Regions from separate parts of the Mus musculus genome. Here region 2 is linked to region 1. The links are chromatin contacts, called in public Hi-C maps. All regions are on one chromosome and are shown on one strand. Each heading gives the region's core, a stretch centred on a gene start, on an enhancer-like site or on the middle of the called end of the contact. The rest is flanking DNA. Distances are from core to core; before and after follow the strand shown. Region 1 holds the start of Clybl (citrate lyase beta like). Region 2 overlaps Clybl (citrate lyase beta like).

Region 1 (6,416 bases), core at 2,207-4,706:
CCTCACCTCTTAAGTGCTAGGACTACAGGCATGTGTCTATATCCACTTTATGCACTGGGCATGCTCTAGGCATGGAACCCAGGGCCTCATGCATGCCAGGCAAATCTTTTACCCACAGTGCTACATCCTCAGCTCCTCCACAAGCCTTAAAGTCAGTCTTTAAGAGTCATTCCTTGGTAGAGGAACTCTGAGAAGGTTTCATTTTTACTAGGCACCTCAGGGTCCCCTTGATTCTGCAATCCATTACTGCAAACTTAGTGGCTTAAAACAATGTAACAGTTATTATCTTGCCGTTCTAGAGGCCAGGAGTTCAAAACAGCTCTCATGGGGATAAGTTCAGGTGTTCTTGCAGGTTCTTTGGAATGTGGTAGGGCAGTCTTTGGCTGGCTTCCCAGCTTCTAGGGGTCCCATGGCCTTGACTATGGCCCACCCCAGACTCCATTGTGCTTCTAAGTCTCGTACCTACACTGTGATGTGACTCTCTTGCTTCCTTCTCATAGGAATGCTTATCATGACATTGAGTCCTCCCATGTGACCCAGAATAATCTTCTCACCTCAAGCTCCTTCATCACATATGCTGAGTGACACAATCATAGGTTGTAGCAGTTAGGATGCAAGCAATTTGGAGGCCAGTATTCATCCAACCACAGAAACTGAGGCTGGGGGAGAAACACAGTTGGTAGGGTGCTTGTCTGGTATGCACAAAGCCCTGGGTTCGATTCCCAGCACTTCATGAAACCAACATGACCATAGTTCCAACACTTGGGGAAGTGCAGGAAAGAGCATCGGAGTTCAAGTGCAACTTCAGTTGCATAGTGAGTAAGAGGCCACCCTGGTCAATAGGAGACCACGTCTCAAGAAAACAAAACAACAACAACAACAAAAAAATAAATTACATAGACAAGTACTAGAAGAGCTATGGAGACAAAGCAGAGACCATGGCCTAGAAGGTCTACAAGGATCGGCACCGGCCTTCTGATCATAGGGGATGCTGCAGCGTGGGTTGGAAAATCATGCAGTCAGAAAATCAGACGTCAGGCCTTCCGGAGCAGAAGGGTATTTTAAAGGTTATGTAGTCTAACTTCCTCGACTTAAAGAGTGGGAGCTAAGGCCCGGCCGGCTCGCGATGTGGCCATTAGATATTCTGCATTTGGCCTAAATCTGAGAGACGTCTCTTCCTTTCTCCCCAAGGAGCCAGACGCAGCCATCACCCTTATCAAAGGCAGCGCTGGCCGGGAGCGCGGCTGGGAGGGTTTTGTATCTTAGCAGCAGGAGGCAGCAATGATCTCAGAGCCAAGTTCTATCTGTGCCACTGCTTAAAAACCATTCCACAGAACTTCTAATAGGCTTCTTTCTAAGTGCGCCATTCTGAAGTTTGAAACCAGTGACACCGGCCCGCTCAGCCTTTGAGACTCAACTTTGGTGAGAAAACCCTACATCCGGCCAGACAGCAAAAGGAAGGAAAGAATGGATTGTGATAAAGAGCCTTTGGGGTTCCTAACCAGAGAATAAAGGGCTTCATTTTCCTAATGGGTCTGCCCTTTCCCACTGGAAAGTTATTTAAATGTTACAGCAAACAGTGAGGTTGATCAGATATTTTCAGCGGGCGAATCCTAGGAGGTGTTCTGTAGAACCAATACAAAGCTAGATAGTATAAGACAAACAATGAAGGTTAATTGAGTTTTCACGATAATTACAAGGCCATGTGGTGAAAATATAACTCACTTCTATCTAGGACAAATGTATTTGTGAAACAATGCCAAGATTTCAGCCACTTAGGGCCAGGGTGTAGCTCAGTGGTAGATAGAGCTCCTGCCTGCCTGGCTGAGGCCCTAAATTCTACTCCCGAGTATATTATTAAAAAAGGCATTTAGGCCACTTAAACCTGGGCCCAGGAGGTTCTCAGATCCCTGAAGTTTTATGCCTGCTCTACTTTGCCCTGAAGTCTTTCACCCTCCCAACCCGTCTTCCCCCACTACCTCCCCTCAATCCCTCTGACCCCCTCAGGTGCAAAACTTGCAATAACTCTTTTGTGCATGTAACTGACGCCTTACGTGACTTTTATTGATAAATAAAAACTCAAGGCCGGGCGGTGGTGGCACACACCTTTAATCCAAGTACTTGGGAGGCAGAGGCAGGCAGATTTCTGAGTTCAAGGCCAGCCTGGTCTACACAGTGAGTTCCAGGACAGCCAGGGCTATACAGAGAAACCCTGTCTCAAACAACAACAACAACAACAACAACAACAAAAGTTTTAAAAACTCAAACCCCCAGACCTGTGTTTTTACTGGTGGATGGATGGCCATAGAGAAGTGTAACAGGACAAAGAGTGTGATCTAGTATCTGGAGACAGACAAAGCTTGCCTGCTCAGTCTCTTAGTACAAGATATAGATGTGTAAATTAGAGATGGAATGGGTGTTCCTGATACTGCTTTGTCTCAGGCTCCATTTTGGCGGAACAGACTGGGGCCCGCAGTGGAGACAGGAAAGTGGGATGGTCCTCACTGGGTGCAGGCAGGAGAGGTCCGGGTGGGTGTGAGGGGGCCTCACAGAGGGTTTGAACAGTCTGCCCTGTTGGTATCATAAACTAAGCGATAACTCAGTCTTGCAGATATTCGGCATCTGTGCTGCCACTCTGGCTACAAAGGACTTCTGGGGTCTTTTGTTTTTGTTTTTCGGGACAGGGTTTCTCTGTGTAGCCCTGGCTGTCCTGGAACTCACTCTGTAGACCAGGCTGGCTTCGAACGCAGAAATTCTCCTGCCTCCCAAGTGCTGGGATTAAAGGCGTGAGCCACCACGCCCGTCTGGGGTCTATTTTTTAATCCAGCTTCCGACAACGACTTTGAGTGTCAATTCAGAACAAACGGAACGTAGTGACCACCAAAATCAAAACTGCAGAGGTAGAAGACAGAGGAATGGTGGAGGGTGGAGAGTGGAAAGGACCAGACACTAGGTAGGGCACCACTGGATTAGGAAAGACGACCGATGGCAGCTTCTCTCAGTTTCCGGAGACCCGCAGGCATTGGGAAGGGGCCTGTGTGGGTCCCAAGCCTGCACCTTTTCAGGTAGAGCCCATTTGCTTTGACCACTTTTAGCTTATGCACCATCGCAGGCTCACCGACTGTGTTAGGGGCACGTTGATAATAAAAACAGCAAAAAAGCCCCTCGGAAACCTAAATCTTCTCTGCCAGAGAAAACCCAAGTTTCTCTAACTCGTTTCAGAAGCGGGCGGAGCATTGGGTCACCAAAGCCTCCGCGCAGAGCCGCGCAGGGCTCGCAGAGGATTGGAGTGGCTAACGAGGGCGGGCGTGGTTTTGGAAAGAGAAGCGTTGCATGGGGCCTCGCCAGCAGAAGCAAGGTGGGGCTGAGTCTGGCTGGACTGGCCTGGGCTGTGGCAAGCGGGGGGCCGGGCTAAGCCTGGTAGGGCGGGCGTGGCCGAATCCAGCTAGGCGGGGCGAGGGCGGGGCGTAGGCGGGCCAGTCGGGAAGATGGCGTTGTGCGTGCTGCGGAACACGGTTCGTGGAGCGGCGGCGCTGCCCAGGCTGTGAGTTCAGGTTCTCTGTCCCCGCCACGCGGCGAAGGCGGTAGCCAGAGTGGTCTCTGGAGCCTGCATGGGCACTCTAGCCCGATACCTCTGTGCCTCCGGTCCTTGACCTCTGCCAAGGTCGCTGCGGCTGCTGCCTCCCAGTGGGAGGGCTTTGCGTGGACCCGGGCAATGGGTACAAACGTTACTGGGTTGGCAGGGCTGTCAGCATCTGGCATGTACCGCGCTAACTTAGGGGCGCTCTGGAGTAGCTGAGACGCTCACCCCACCTATGTGAAGCACAGTGGTTCCCAAATGTTGTTCTCTGGACCCACTTACCCAACCAAGAATGACTGAGGGTTCCAAAAAGCTTTTGCCAAAATCTGCTCATGAAAAACACTGAATTTTTTTTAGGTGAAAAGAGCATATATTTTGAAGTTTTCTTTGGTTTAACAAGAGACTTTAAGTCTTACGTCATCAGCTTTGGAGTAGATATTTGAAAAGAATTCCATGACTTGGGGAGTGGAGGCAGGAGGACGCAGGTTAAAGGCTACACTTAATCTACATAGCAAGTTTGAGGCCAGCCTGGCCTACATAGCAATACTAGTTGGTAAAGGAACTGTAGATTGTCACAAACAGTGACCCTCCCTCATGACACTTGCCTATCTGTTAACTGCACGTGTCCTGAGTTCTCCTTTAAGGTGTCTTGCCTATTGTGAGGAAACAGGATCAGAGACTGTCTCAAAGTCCCACGGAGCGATGGAGCCAGAGTTCACAGTTTAGCGTTTTTTACATCTTTTGTGTTGTGCTTCATGATTTACCCCAGACCCATGACAGGACCCATATGGTCTTAGGCACCTCATTTTCTCATCTGTGGCCTTGCACCCTGGCTGGAGGAAAATCACTCCTGGAACCTGAGTGGTGGTAAGGGAGGGGTCCTGGGCCAGCCCAGAGATTCCGTTTCTGAAGTGTGAAAGGACCAGTCCTGACCGCACACAGTCACCACTTCTAATAGGCTTGGAGCTTAGTGTAAACTCCTTTTTATCACCACCACCCTGCCCCCCATACCATGCATCATCTCTATCAAGGGCAGGTACTTGGCTTTAGTGAGCCAATTGTGCTAGTGTGGTCCTAGTAAACCCACCAGAGGATGTAAGTGCTGTCTGGGACCAGTAGGCTACTTCTGGAGGCTCCTTGCTTATTTTCAGAGTGTCTGAACCATTGCTGAGCACGCAGGGGCCATTCAAGACCAGAAATCCTGATCCCTGTTTCTGACCCACCAGCGTTTGCCCTGAGCTCTAGACTGTCATGTTATTCATGCAGTTCTCTGTGGCCATGCTGGATGTATATGAATTACTCCGCTTTCAAGGAAGGGAGCATAACTCACTTGACAGAGCCAAGAAATATAGATGGGAACACACACACCTATCAAAGTTGCTACATAGAACCATCTGTAGCTATTTCTCAAGCTACACATGAGTCCTTAGGACGCTTCCAGGTCTAACACATCACTCAGGGAGCAGTCTAACTTCTTCCTGAGGCTTGTCAGTAAAGCACCGGCCCAACTGTAAGGAAGCTCCTGCTGTCTACCACGCAGGCACTTAATTGTTCAGTCCTAGCAAGCATATGATTTATTAGCCCACACCCATTGGGAAGATGTCCACCCACTAGAAGACAGTGCTTAGACTCCCTCCAGCCTCATGGGCTCCATTTATTCCTAGAGTTGCTTAGGTCAGCACCCTTTTCTTTCTTCAAAGCCCTTTTGTATACAATTGGTGCTTTTCTTGGTCTGCATTCTTTCCAGGTACCCTCTACCCAACAGACGATTTAGTTTTTACATTTACTTTATTTAGTGTGTGTGTGTGTGTGTGTATGAATGTTAGCACGAACATACTGCAGTTTATGTGTGGCGGTCAGAGGATCATTTTCAGGAGTTGATTTTCTTCCACCCTGGGCTCCAGGGATGAAAGTCAGGTTGTCAGGCCTACGTAACATATAGTTTTATTGCTGATCCATCTCATTTAGAGTGTCAAAGAATTTGAGCCATACGGTGTATAGTCTTTTTAGATTGGGTTCTTTAACAATAGGCATATACAATTCCTTCATGTCTCTCATGACTTAATAGCTCAGTTCTTTGTATTGCCAAGTAGTATCCCATTGTGTAGCTATACCACAGTTGGTTTAGACAGTTCGCTGTTGAAGGATATTTTAGCTGCGTCCAGTTTTTGTTGACTGTGCAGAAGTCTTCACATGCGTTTGTGTGTAGACATAATTACTGAGGAATGTGACTGTTGAATTGTCTCAGAAGGCTGTGCTTAGCTTTATGAGAAGACGTCACAGTAGCTGCACCGTCTTATCTGTGAACGAGTGTGTTACTCTGCTGACTCATCGTCTGTCATTGCTGGTTAAAGAACATTCAACAATTCTAACCGGTATGCGGCTGTGGTATCTTGTTTTCGATTTGTTTGAACCTGAAATCCCCTTAGATGATGCTGTGGTGGTTTGGATGAGAGTGGCCCCCAGAGGCTGATATAGTTGAACGTTTGGTCCCCGGGTAGTGGAACTGTTTGGAGAAGATTAGGAGGTGTGGCCTTCTTGGAGGTGGTGTGTCATTGAGGTCAGGCTTTTGTGCTACCTTCCAAATGGTGATTTGCCATCTAGTATATTCATCGTACATATGCCCCAACTATTTTGCCGATTTCTTAATTGTGTTGTGCTCGATACTGTGATACAGTAAGAATGTTTATTTGGTTTCTGTCCCTGTTTCCTGGAACACAACCCTAAACCAATGGACTCTCCTGAGTGACTTGAGTGTTGGGGGCTGCTAGGCTGTGGGGTTCAGCCCTTCTCAGCAAGTTCACGATGTGACTTTAAAGTACACCGGTGCTGATGA
Region 2 (6,416 bases), core at 2,834-5,333, 42 kb after region 1:
GATCCCAGTTACCTGCTCGCTGTGAATTCCTAGGTAGGCATTTTGTCATGTGCATGTCCCCAAGGGCACTGGCAGTTCTTTGCTGGTCTTGTTACAGTGAACTAAACATGTGCCATTGGGGATGGAGAGGTGGCTCAGCTATTAAGAAAACTTGCTATTCTTTCAGAGGACTCAGGTTCAGTTCCCAGCACCCATATGGTGGCTCACAACTATCTATGACTCCAGTCCCATGGGATCTGATGCCCTCTTCTGGTTTCCATGGGCGCTGCATGCCTGTGGTACACAGATGTTCGCACAGGCAGGACACCTATACACAGAGAAATACAAATAAAGGGGGAAAATTAAAACAAAAGAAAATAAAGCGACCAGAGTGTTGGGAAGATAGCGGAGTGGGTGAAGGCTTATGTTCTACCCTGGTTTCATCCCCAGAATTCATGTTTAGAAAAAAGCCAGCTGTAGTGGTACACCCATGTCATCCCAGACTGGTGAGGGAAGACTGGCTGATTCCTGGAGTTTGTTTACCAGCCATCCTGGTCTCCTTGTCATGAACGGCTCCTGATATCTCGGGTTGTTCTCTGGCCTTCGTATGCACATGCACACACGCCCCCTCCAAAGAAAAGCAGTAATAAGTAATTAGACGCTAGCCTAGAGAAAGAGTAGAGCAAAGAACCAGTGGACACCAAAGGAGAAAATGATCAGACAGTCTCTTATACAGTGTAGCCGAGCAACTAAATAAGCATCCGTGATTACAGGGACACACATACATTTTTAAAAAAAGATTTATTAGCTGGGCAGTGGTGGCGCACACCTTTAATCCCAGCATTTGGGAGGCAGAGGCAGGTGAATTTCTGAGTTCGAGGCCAGCCTGTTCTACAAAGTGAGTTCTAGGACAGCCAGGGCTATGCAGAGAAACCCTGTCTCAAAAAACCAAAAAGAAAAAAAATATTTATTTTATGCATATGAGTATGCTGTATGGGTCTTCAGACACACCGGAAGAGGACATCAGATCCCATTACAGATGGTTGTGAACCACCATGTGATTGCTGGGAATTGAACTCAGGTCCTCTGGAAGAGTACTCAGTGCTCTTAACCGTTGAGCCATCTTACCGTGAACACATAATCTTAAAGATTTACTTATTTTTTAAATTTTATGTGTATGAATTTTTTTACACAGATAGCTGCTTGGACTTGAACTCTGGTCCCTGAAAGTATAAGCGTCACTCATATCTGCTGCGTCTTCTCCCCAGCCTTGTTTTTTTACTTTTGAGACAGGCTCCCAATTGCTCTCTGTAGCTCAGGTTGGCCTTGAACTCATGACCCTCTGCCTCTTGGGTTGTGAGGTTACAGGCATATATCAGAGTACCAGTACCAACTCTGGCTAGTTTTAGTGTGTGTGTGTGTGTGTGTGTATTTGTGCGCGAGTGCGTTTTAATCAACCTTCTCTACCTTGGGAATCTCACCATGACAAGGTACAGCTCTGTTACAGGACAATTTACAGCTTTGCCTTTTCTGAAGACAGGTTCAAGCACAATGCACTAAGCATATAAGCTAGAAGTACCCAATTTATACATACTGATAAACTAGGATATGTGTCTGAGGGCTGTGGTCAAAAGACTCCCAAATATGACCTAAAAAATGATTTATTAGCCGGGCAGTGGTGGCACACACCTTTAATCCCAGCACTTGGGAGGCAGAGGCAGGCGGATTTCTGAGTTCGAGGATAGCCTAGTCTACAAAGTGAGTTCCAGGACAGCCAGGGTTATGCAGAGAAACCCTGTCTCGAAAAACAAAACAACAACAACAACAAAAATGACTTATTACCATCACTAAGACATGGATGGAGGGCTGGAGAGATGGCTCAGTGGTTAAGAGCACTGACTGCTCTTCCAGAGGTCCTGAGTTCAATTCCCAGCAACCACATGGTGGCTCACAACCATCTGTAATGGGATCTGATGCCCTCTTCTGGTGTGTCTGAGTACAGTTACAGTGTACTCACATACATAAAATAGAGGTATGGTCCAGTCTGGGGTCTGTCCCCTTTGCTCACAGTATAGCTCTCACATAAGTTGGGTGTTTGGGCTTCCCCATCAAGAGCCTACTCAATCCTTCTGAGCCACAGAGCTCTTCTATTCACAGCTCTTCTATTCACATTGACCCTCATCTCAGCCAGGCATTGTCTGGCTGCATCCAGATGCAGGCAACACTACGAGATGCCTTACTCAGCAGAGTACCTCTGGGGCTTCCCTGACTCTACTCTTGGGAACAGATAGTGTCCTCAAAGTGTTTTTACTCTCCAGACCTAAGAAGTAGCTAAGGGAAGCTAGGCTGTGCTGGTGTGTTGTACCCAAATGGGTCTGAGCTAGAAACTATGATAAGAAGGGATCCTGGGACTTGGAGCCTTCACCATCCCACCACCCCAGAGCCTGTCCAGCCCAACCTTTTGGCCTTCGAAGTGTCTCTTCTACTAGGGTCTGGCTTTTCATAGTGGTGTAATTGTTCATTTTGAAAAGCTCTAAAGTCATCGTTCAAAGGTATGTTATTGATTGGTATGTGGGGGGGGGGGGCATCAAGTGGACCTGAATGGGCAGAGCAAACAACTCCCTCTCTACCAGAAGGGATGACATGCCACCATTTTAAAATTAAGTAGCATTTTAGGGCCCAGTGTGGCGGTACACACCTATAATCTCAACACTTTGGAGGCTAAGGTAGAAGATACGTTGCATGTAGCCTGGGTCACATAGCTGGACCCCTCCCCCCAAAGGATAACATTGATGAGCAGCTACTCCTGGCCCCAGGTCCTCCTCCCTTTAGAAATGAGCCTCACCTGAGCTCTGCCACATGCCCCATTCCTTGAAAGCAGAGAAGTGGGGGTATTTAGAGCTGAGGCTCACTGACCCACCGGGCACCCTAGGCCTTGAATGACTCTTGGCATCTTCCTTTCTGTCAGCCAATGAATCTGTGCTGAGCCCTGGTCCTTCCGGGCTCCCTGGGAGACAGCATTTAGTGATGACCTGGCTCCTTTCTCACTGAGGCCAGCTTAGGGAATGGACGTGTGAATGAGGATTTGTGTGGCCATAGAACCGGATTCAGGCCCGAGTCTTCTCCAGAAACAAAGGCAAGTCTGTTACAACAACTGCCCTCCTTCTCACAGGGTCTGTGATCCCATGGGTGTGGCCCGGAGCAACAGTGTTGCATTTTGTCCCTGTTCTGACTATGCTGGTCCAGGTGTCTTTACCTGGAACTCATAAAATGGAGACAGAACAGTGGCCTCTAGTGGCTGATGGGGCCCTCTGGGACCACCTGCTACCAGTGAGTGACCCACGCTACCGTCTTGCCAGCAAAACGCACGCAGGCCACTCGGATCCTTCTGCAGTAAAGCTTTAATACATCTCGAGAGATAGATGATCAACTTCAGGAGAGGAGACCCAGAGAGCAGAAAGCCCTTCCCTTTTATAGGCTGTGTAAAACGGTTGGAGACGTGCACCACCCGAATTGGCTGCCCACTATCAGTCAGTTAACGCCACGAGAGAGGCAGGGCTCAGGCAATGACGCCTGCACACATTTTACTATGAGCAATGGATGTCAGCGCCATCTTGTAACGGTGACTGTGAGGGCGGCTCCTCACAAGTGAGGACAGCCCACTGATGCTTAGGCCACTGAAGGGCCACACCCAAAGCTGGGTGAGAGTGTCCTATCATCCCAGGACAAGGCATGCTGGTAGGCTGGTCTGCTGTGGAGCTTACATTGCAGTCCAGGCAGCTGGAGCAGGAGAAGCTGCTAGCTTGTCTAGCTGCAAGGAGGGCTTCATATCCCTAGAGTGTACAATAACACACACACACACACACACACACACACACACACACACAAAGAGGACTCAGAGAGGTCTAGGTATGAGTGCCCAGACAGGGAGCTTTTCCTCATCAAAGTTGATCAGCTGACGTCTGAAGGGCAGGTGTGAATGGCGGGAGACTCCGTTTTCATGGAGTCTGTCCTTCAGAATGGTCAAAGTAATTCCTTAGTAGAAGTGGCCTCTTTACCCTTCTCTGTGGGGCTTGTGAGCAGCTTCAGTGTTGACAATCTGATACTGTGTTGCTTTTTCTAGTCAGAAGCCATCTTGGGCCCCTCCCACTTCCTGCTTTGTTTTCTGAAGCTGTTTAGGTTTTTGTTTTTGTTTTTCCTTTTCCTTTAGGTTCATTTTGTAACCAGGGCAACAAATGCTGCCATGAGTGGACAGGAGGGTTGGGAATGCTGGAACCAAATCATCTTGGGGAGATGGGTTAGGAGGCTTATGTTTCTGTACGGTAAGTGCGGTGACTAGACTGTAGTTCTGGAGTGGTCACTAGATGGCACTCACACACTGGTGTTAAACCAGTCCAGGACTCCCCACTTTGGCGCCTGTATATTCTCCAGAGAGGCTGACTGGCCAAAGCTTTGTATCCCTCCACTCTTGATGGTCTACAGAGATCTAAACAGACGGATACGTGCCTCTGTCTAACTCATTTCACCTGATACTGAGCGATCTTAAGAACCTGGCAAAAATACCTTCAAAGGTCTTAAAACCCTGTCAGCTGCTTAACCCCGGCTTGCTCTTCTCCTGAGCAAATGCAGTGAACCCATCTTTGCAGTAGAGAAACTTATCTGTTTCTCTCCTAGTCGTTTCACAGATATTCTCAGTGGGAAGAATAGGAAGTGAGGGTGAGGGAGGCATTAAAAAGATTAGCACGTCAGAAGGAGATCTATCTAAAACAGAACTACAGCTTGGTAAAATACAACGGAACCTGCTAGATAGAGATTAATATTATTTTATCAGGTCTATTGTTAGACAGTTTCAAACAAGCGAAGCATCATTTGCATGTTCTTGTGTATTGCTGGAGTAGGAGGCAGGAAACCGTATGTTCTTCTTTCTACAAGTTGTATGTGCATCACAGAAAAACCCAATCTTAACTTCGTAAATCTGTTCTGATGGAACAGGAAGGGAATAATGAATTTCTAAGGTCACCTCGGCTCCTGCCTGGTTCAATCCTCTCTGAGCTGAGTGGACATCTTGGGGAGGGGCCCTCGTGGCTCTCTCAGGCATGGGCACGCTTCTTCATCTATGCTCTTCTTAGCTGAGATAACAGTGCTCTGAGCCCCACTGGTAAGGTTAACCTGGGTGCCGCAGGACAGCAGATGGGAATTCTGGTTTGCAGCCACTGCGGAAAAATAAAAACATGTTCCAGAGGGGAAGGGAGCTTGTATTTCTGCGTTTGAACCTTTGATCCACATTCGCTTCTGAAGGGAGGGCTAAACCTTTTGGTGGAGACACATGGCTTGACATCTGTGAAAACACAGCTGTATGGAGCAAAGAAAAGTTGGGGAAAACACAATGGTTTTGCTGTGTCAGGGCCGTTAGTGCTCGAATTCTAGACAAATATTGTCTTTTGATAGTTCTCGCAGAAGGCCTTCTAGATTTTCCCAGGTAATTGCTTAGTAATGTTATTCTTTGAATTTCAGATTTTGAGCCACCTTTTAAGAAGTGAGACATAGGTTTTTCTCTTCTCTCCTCTCTATAAAGACAGTAAAATAAATGAATTGTTGTGATGACCTAGCTGGCAGCCGGGAGGTGGGAAGAAATCAAACCCTTTGAAACAGATGACGGTAGACATCACGATTTGCTTTCGTTTATTTTTTTTTTAATGGAAATATTGGACATAGAGCTTTGTTCCCGACGTTACAGCAAAGATGGGGCCTTCGAAGAGCTTGGCCCTTGGAAACTTGCTTTGTTTTGAGCAATTAAGGTTTGTCACTGAGCGGATGGAGAAGCCCTGCTTCCATTCATCTGTAAATAGCAGTCTTAGCACGTCTCTCCATCCCTCTCCCCAGCCCCTCGGCCAAGAGAGGTATTTAGCGAGGTCTTCCTTCGTCCCCACTTTTCCCTCTGCCTTCCTCTTGACCTTTCCCCTTTTCCTACTATCGAGTCTGTGACCTGTTAGCTCTTCCTTGTCCCTTGGTAATGGGATATCTCTGGACCCTCCCATTCCTCCTGTACCAGTGTGGCCACCAAGACATCCTGGGATGAGGGTTTGAAGTGGAAGCAGAAGCCTGGACAGCGGCTGCCCCATCCCCCAACCCAGTCTCACTTTCCAGTACCCACCACTTCAGCAGCAGCCATGTGTCCCCGAAATGAGATTACCGTGGGGTTTCTTTAAGAGAAAGATACAAATATTCACCTTTGGGGGCCATCCTGCTGCCAGAAGGAGTGTGAACTAAAGTCCTCCCAGACACCCCAAAACTTTCCCCTTTGAAGTCATCCTGCCTTCCCCTTGCAGGAGAGGAAAGAAGAGCCGAGTAGATGTCAGGACCTCTGAAATGCTGACTTAGCCTTTTCCCTAGGCCTCCTGTGGGCTCATCCTCGGGCCTTTCAACTGTTCCTTTTG

Evidence for each region. Hi-C and Micro-C count contacts between places; a contact is called where the count stands out from the background.
Region 2: a contact with region 1 is called in a Hi-C map of cerebellar granule neurons, with 2.6 times the contacts expected there. The contact joins the enhancer-like site here to the promoter of Clybl in region 1. A contact is called at or near these places in 4 of 15 datasets of contacts at CTCF or cohesin (CD8 T cells, the G1E-ER4 cell line, embryonic stem cells and 1 more), 39 of 484 Hi-C or Micro-C datasets (B cells, the G1E-ER4 cell line, the HL-1 cell line and 16 more), 5 of 115 datasets of contacts at active chromatin or transcription factors (astrocytes, embryonic stem cells and memory CD8 T cells) and 1 of 9 other capture datasets (embryonic stem cells).

What each region holds. Positions count from the first base shown.
Region 1 is chr14:122,178,238-122,184,653 of GRCm38.p6, forward strand. It overlaps Clybl (citrate lyase beta like), which reads left to right and starts at 3,457. Exons shown (of 8, transcript NM_029556.3): 1 at 3,457-3,544. The coding sequence starts at 3,489.
Region 2 is chr14:122,219,563-122,225,978 of GRCm38.p6, forward strand. All of the region lies in intron 1 of Clybl (citrate lyase beta like), which reads left to right. Among named protein-coding and RNA genes, the nearest start is that of 1700108J01Rik, 11 kb to the right of the region's middle. Within about 2 kb of position 4,084, at least 84 of the 459 cell types and tissues checked have an H3K27ac peak or open chromatin away from gene starts, as enhancers often do. A contact at or near this core is called in B cells, CD8 T cells, the G1E-ER4 cell line and 6 more, where this site is marked.